Regions from separate parts of the Mus musculus genome. Here region 1 is linked to region 2. A link is a contact called in public promoter capture Hi-C data. All regions are on one chromosome and are shown on one strand. Each heading gives the region's core, a stretch centred on a gene start, on an enhancer-like site or on the middle of the called end of the contact. The rest is flanking DNA. Distances are from core to core; before and after follow the strand shown. Region 1 holds the start of A430035B10Rik (RIKEN cDNA A430035B10 gene). Region 2 overlaps Umad1 (UMAP1-MVP12 associated (UMA) domain containing 1).

What was found. Promoter capture Hi-C pulls out the DNA fragments that hold promoters and counts their contacts.
Region 1: a promoter capture Hi-C map of liver shows a contact between it and region 2, with 2.1 times the contacts expected there. The contact joins the promoter of A430035B10Rik here to the enhancer-like site in region 2. A contact is called at or near these places in 12 of 39 promoter capture datasets (the 3T3-L1 cell line, 3T3-L1-derived adipocytes, the C10 cell line and 6 more), 17 of 484 Hi-C or Micro-C datasets (B cells, the C10 cell line, the CH12 cell line and 12 more), 4 of 115 datasets of contacts at active chromatin or transcription factors (the 230-238 cell line, the SCID.adh cell line, bone marrow-derived macrophages and 1 more) and 4 of 9 other capture datasets (adipose tissue, liver, macrophages and 1 more).

What each region holds. Positions count from the first base shown.
Region 1 is chr6:8,507,786-8,510,485 of GRCm38.p6, reverse strand. It overlaps A430035B10Rik (RIKEN cDNA A430035B10 gene), which reads left to right and starts at 1,325. Exons shown (of 2, transcript NR_040452.1): 1 at 1,325-1,507; 2 at 1,675-2,700. It overlaps Glcci1 (glucocorticoid induced transcript 1), which reads right to left and starts at 886. Exons shown (of 8, transcript NM_133236.3): 1 at 167-886. The coding sequence starts at 599.
Region 2 is chr6:8,335,871-8,338,570 of GRCm38.p6, reverse strand. The region is part of intron 2 of Umad1 (UMAP1-MVP12 associated (UMA) domain containing 1); the gene reads right to left. The region is part of intron 2 of Gm46952 (a long non-coding RNA gene); the gene reads left to right. Among named protein-coding and RNA genes, the nearest start is that of Gm46952, 8.4 kb to the left of the region's middle. Within about 2 kb of position 1,365, at least 39 of the 459 cell types and tissues checked have an H3K27ac peak or open chromatin away from gene starts, as enhancers often do. A contact at or near this core is called in 3T3-L1-derived adipocytes, the SCID.adh cell line, adipose tissue and 3 more, where this site is marked.

The DNA.
Region 1 (2,700 bases), core at 76-2,575, 170 kb before region 2:
CTCCAAGCCCTGCAGCGACCTCAGGGTGGGGGGTGAGATTCCCAAAGCCACTTTCACACCTTCGGTAATGCACTAGCAAACAGAAGCCCGGAGAGGCTGAAGTTTTCCACGCAGGGCACCGTCGGGGAGACGCAGCCCGGGAGGACGGGAGGGTTGGGCTCGCTACCTCTGCACACGGGCGAGCCGGGACTCCGTCTCTCAGGTGAGCTGCTCCTCCGCCGGCTCTCGGGGGACCGTCTCGGGCGGCCCTTGGCGCGAGGCGCCTGCTCGGCTGGGGCAGCGGCCGGCGGTGGAGTCGGGCTGGACGGGCTGGGGCCGCGGGCCCCTCCGGGCCCGGAGAGACTGCCGAGCGCGGCGGCGGCGGTGGCGGCGGCGGCGGCCGGGCGCGTGGGGCTGTGCTGGCTGCCCCGCAGGAGCTGGTAGGGCACCGTGGCGCGGATGGGCTGCAGCAGCCGACCGGCTCCCGCAGCCGGTGCGCAGCTCCCGGCCGGCCCCGTCCCGCTCCCGGCAGCGGCGGGCGGGGAGCCCGCGGTGCTGCGCCGCATCCTCTGCGGCGCGGAGTGAGGGGTCTGAGAGGAACTGGAGGACGCAGTGGACATGGTGGCTCCGCGGGCGGGCGGGCGGGCGGGCGCGCGAGCGAGCGTGTGGGAGCCGGCGCCGCGGTGCGTGCGATGTGTACGGGGGAGGGGCGGGGAGGGGCGGAGCCGCGGGGCTCCCCTTCCGACGCGCACCCCGCCGCCGAGGGGGAGGGGACGCCGCGACGGCCAACGTCCAACGGCTCAACCGCCCCGCGGCGCTCTGCGGGGCGCTCACGGCAGAGCCCGCGTCGAGCCCATGGCCGCCGCCGCCGCCGCCCCGGGCATCGCGCTGACAGGGCACTCGCCCGCTTCCCGCGGCTGCTCAGCCCTCGCGGGGGGTCGCCCGCGCGACACGACTCGGCGACCACGGGCAGCGCCGGGACTTTAGCCTCGGAGGAGAGAAAGGGGCCTCGAGGCGCCTCGCGCTGCGCGTAACCCGCGCCACCGCAAACGCCGCCGCCGCTGCCGCCGCCACCTCGACCCGCTTCTCACTCGGAATGGCAACTAATCCTGTGTCGGCGCCCCGCCTCCGGCCCCGCCTCTGGGCGTTCCGGACCCGGCTCCTGCGGCTGCGAGCGCTGTGATTGGCAGCGCCACCCTACTCCGGGATGCCAAGGAATGGTTGTATTGTCGGAGTGAGAGGAGACTCGGCCAATTACAGTACCACGTTTCCGCTCTGGGGGCGGAGCATGGAAGTGGATGAGAGAGGCGGGCCTCGCGCGGAGGGAGGGACTTAAGAGTTGACAGGCTTTGAGGTGAGGGTCAGGTTAGAAAAGTGGGTCCATACGTGCCCTGCGCGGACTCCGACGCCCAAAGACACGCGCGCGCTGCGATAAGCAAGTTACAAGGATTCCACCCTCCAGTGCTCTCTACAACCTGGGGCTGAGGACGCTGAAGCCAAACTAATTTTGCAAATACACCTGCATCCGGTGAGATGTTTTAGTTAAAGCTGAGTGAAGGATCCTTAACCCTTTTAATCTTAGAAATGTCTTTAAGTGTCCTAGTCGCCTTGTGAATCAAAACAACTTCAGGATTAGTGTATGGATGCTACATTGAACAAAATGCACCTGCCATTACAACCTGTTTGTCGTTACAGGGTAGGGTGGAGAACATCACATTCTGAATTGTACACGTCAACAAGAAAATTTACAGCATCGCATCATCAGATTTATTAATGGAGAGCACCTAGTTTACTACCCCGGAGCTGATGGTCTCTTGGGAGAAAGACCAGGCATAATGTAACAATTCATTGTGGTCATTTCCTCTGTGTGATGGCACTGGGGGTTATTCTTCTGCAAGGAAAATGAGAAGTACGAAGATTTTAGATGGGCATAAGAAAGTATATAAAACCCTAATCAGGAATAGTTAAAGCTCTACATCAGATACCTCCTATTAATTCACATGAGATAAACAAAAACATAAGATTTTACAAAATAAAGAAGTGGCGTGTCAGATTGGCGTCTGCCTGGTGTCTGCCCACACTGGCAAGCTTCCTGATTCCAGGCACTAAATGATCAGTTTCACTCAGAGGAGCCACCTTTCTCTGCTTCCCTGTGTGGTCAGACAGAAATTAAATGAAATTAAATGAAAATTTTTAAAAAAATAAGAAAAAATAAGAAGCACAGTAAATTGTTGTTTAGAAAAAATATTGATGATGCCTAATCAAAATACAAAAAATAGCATCTAGTACTATATCCTACTATATTAGTCATAGTTCTATGCTTTATCACATATAAAAATAATAGCTAATGTTTACTAAACATTCACCACGTGCTAGCCACTGTTCTAAGGACATTATTATGTGTTAACTCATTCGTTCTTCACATAATCCACAAGGTATGTGCTGTTATTATCCTCCCTGCTTTATCTGGGGCACAAAGACACTAATTGTCTTGTCTGAGATCACTCAGCTAAGTGGAAGCTGAGGCCAGAGGGACCCAGGCAGGCGTCTGAAGAAGCCCTGTGCCCTTAGTACCTCCAAGCAGAAGATGCGTGTTCTGATTAAGAGACTTTATGGTAGCTCACAGATGTCCAAACGAGCTTTTAGACATGACTAGCAGCTCCCTTTTCTTACTTTCTAGAACAAATTATACTTTAATTATCTATAGAACAAAATAACTTT
Region 2 (2,700 bases), core at 116-2,615:
GGAGCAGAGACTGAAGGAGGGACCATGCAGAGACTGCCGCACATTGGGATCCATCCCATATACAGTCATCAGACACTATTATGGATGCCAATAAGTGCTTGCTGACAGGAGCCTGATATAGCTATCTCATAAGAGGCTCTGCCAGTGCCTGACAAATACAGAAGTGGATGCTCACAGCCATCCATTAGACTGAGCATAAAGTCCCCAATGGAGGATCGAGAGAAAGAACCCAAGGAGCTGAAGGGGTTTGCAGCACCATAGTAGGAACAATAATATGAACCAACCAGTAACCCCAGAGCTCCCAGGGACTAAACCTCTGACCAAAAAGTACACATAGAGAGATGCATGGCTCCAGGTGTATATATAGCAGAGGATGGCCTTGTTGGACATCAATGGGAGGAGAGTCCCTTGGTCCTGTGAAGGCTCGATGGCCCAGTGTAGGGTAATCCCAGGACAGGGAACTGGGAGTGGGTGGGTTGGTGAGCAGGGGGAGGGGGGATGGGATAGAAGGTTTTGGGAGGGGAAACCAGGAAAGGAGATATCATTTGAAATGTAAATAAATATCTAATAAAAAAATAAAAAAATAAAACTAAATCCAGTGCTTTGGTGGAAAAACAAAACAAAACAGGATAGTACCTAGGAAGTATTTCTGTTTATAAAAGTATACACACCCCAGTGGGTTTCACAAAGCTTAATGCTAAAGAACTGCCATGCCAGAGTCATTCTAAATAAGTATGACAGAATGCCATTCTTCAATTTATAGAACATTTAGTACCTCAGTGACAATTCAGATTCTCCAGAGTCTTTATTTCTTTGAATAGTGGCCATTAGCTAGAGTTTTTAAGCAATCCATAAAGGCTGTTTATTACGCCCATTCAAAATTCAACTCTTGTTCCCCCTGAATTAGTGCCCTTGGCATGATCCAATCTTTTTGTACAGTATACCTTTTGATGTCAGAAAAATATCATAATTCATCTTTATTGATTTGGTTTTATGTTCCATTATCTGAAGTCTGCCAATTCTTTAATAAGTAAACATGAAGGCTAGAAAGGACTTAACAGTCACATGTGTGCAATCAGGAATCTGTAATCATCAAAAAGTCTATCAAACTACAGCTGCAGTTGTGTCTGCAACTCAGTGTCCCTTTGGCCAAAGTGACAAATGCTGATAATCCCTTCAAAGCAATCCCACGCAGGGAAATGTGAGCAAAGGGTCAGGGTAGGAACAAATGTATGGTCTTAGCTAATTGTGGTTTACACATCTCAACATGTTTCAAGCTTTGCAAAACCATGGGCAGAGACAGGAGCACAGCGCTACAGGTCCTCCCTGTAAACCAGCTTCTGGTCATCCCGCCTTGATTACAGCAGGCAGCAGTGAGAAAGCAGTCCAAGATGCTCCTGAGCTCAAACCCACAGCAACTGGTCTCCCCACCCCAGGAAAACGCCACTCCAGGCTTCAGCACAACTACTGAAAGCATTGCTACCATGCTCATTTACTTTTCTGACTTTCCCCACCAAAACTGGAATTGCTTTAACTCAGTTTTGCCAAAATTGAGAAGGAGAGAAATTGAAGTCGTAATGAACTGAAATTTCTAACCCCAGAAGCTTCTTTAGTTTCAGTTTCACCAATCTACTGTTTTGATTGGCATAGACAGTGTTTGTCTCTCCAATGTTTGGAAAACTTGGAAATGTCAGCCTATTTTAACATAACAACTCTAAAAGTTTTATTTGCCCCACACACCCATAAATATCACTCTCATTTATAAGAAAAACAGTTATAAATGAGAAGCAGTGGCACATATAATTAAGGGAGAAATATTCATCAGAGTTGAGTATTTAGCGGACTAGACTAAGGTAGCCAGTGGTTCAGTGGTGTGGTGCTATGCTCACTCTGCTCGGCTACGCACAGGGGAGCCTGCACAGCATCAAACAGCTCTGTAGAGGAGCAGTCTCAACTGACTCCAAACACAAATGAAGCTGGTTTTCAGTTTCTCTTTACAACTCAACTTATGGTTCTAATATAAAGAATTTCAAGATACCATGGAGGTTATTGCTTTACGAATGTTTTATTGATACTAGTTACTATCTCCATTGAGACTCTCCTATTTGTATGCCCAGCAGCAGCATTGGAATGGTTATTGCTTTTGTCAAGTTCTATACAATCTTAAAGCTATAAGCAATTAATAGCACAAACCCTGGATCCAATATAATCCCATGCTTAAATCCACTGGCACCTCAGCAATTCTATTTGTACAATAGTAATATAACACCTACATCATAATGTTACCAAAGATAATTCATAAGTTCATGAATATAAATACCCAGAACATAGTCAGACACAAAACAGGAATAGACATACATGTTAAATACGAAAAAATATGTACCAATGTGTAATATGAAATAAGAAACAGAGACTATAATCAAGAAATAGGGCATCACTACAATTTGAATGAAGTTTTACTATTTCCCATCAAATGTTGTAGTTCTAACTGCCAAAGACAGCTACATTAAATTGTGTCACATTAGTACATTGTCAAGACCCTATCTCTGGTCATTGTCAAAGACTGATGGTGGGTAGATAAGTTCTAATGTATGCAAAATTGTCTTTATTAAAGCAGCTTCAGACAAATCATTTAGTTTCTCAGAGCTCCAGAATTGGGAAAATGTTGTGACAGTTTGTATATGTTTGGCCCAGGCAGTG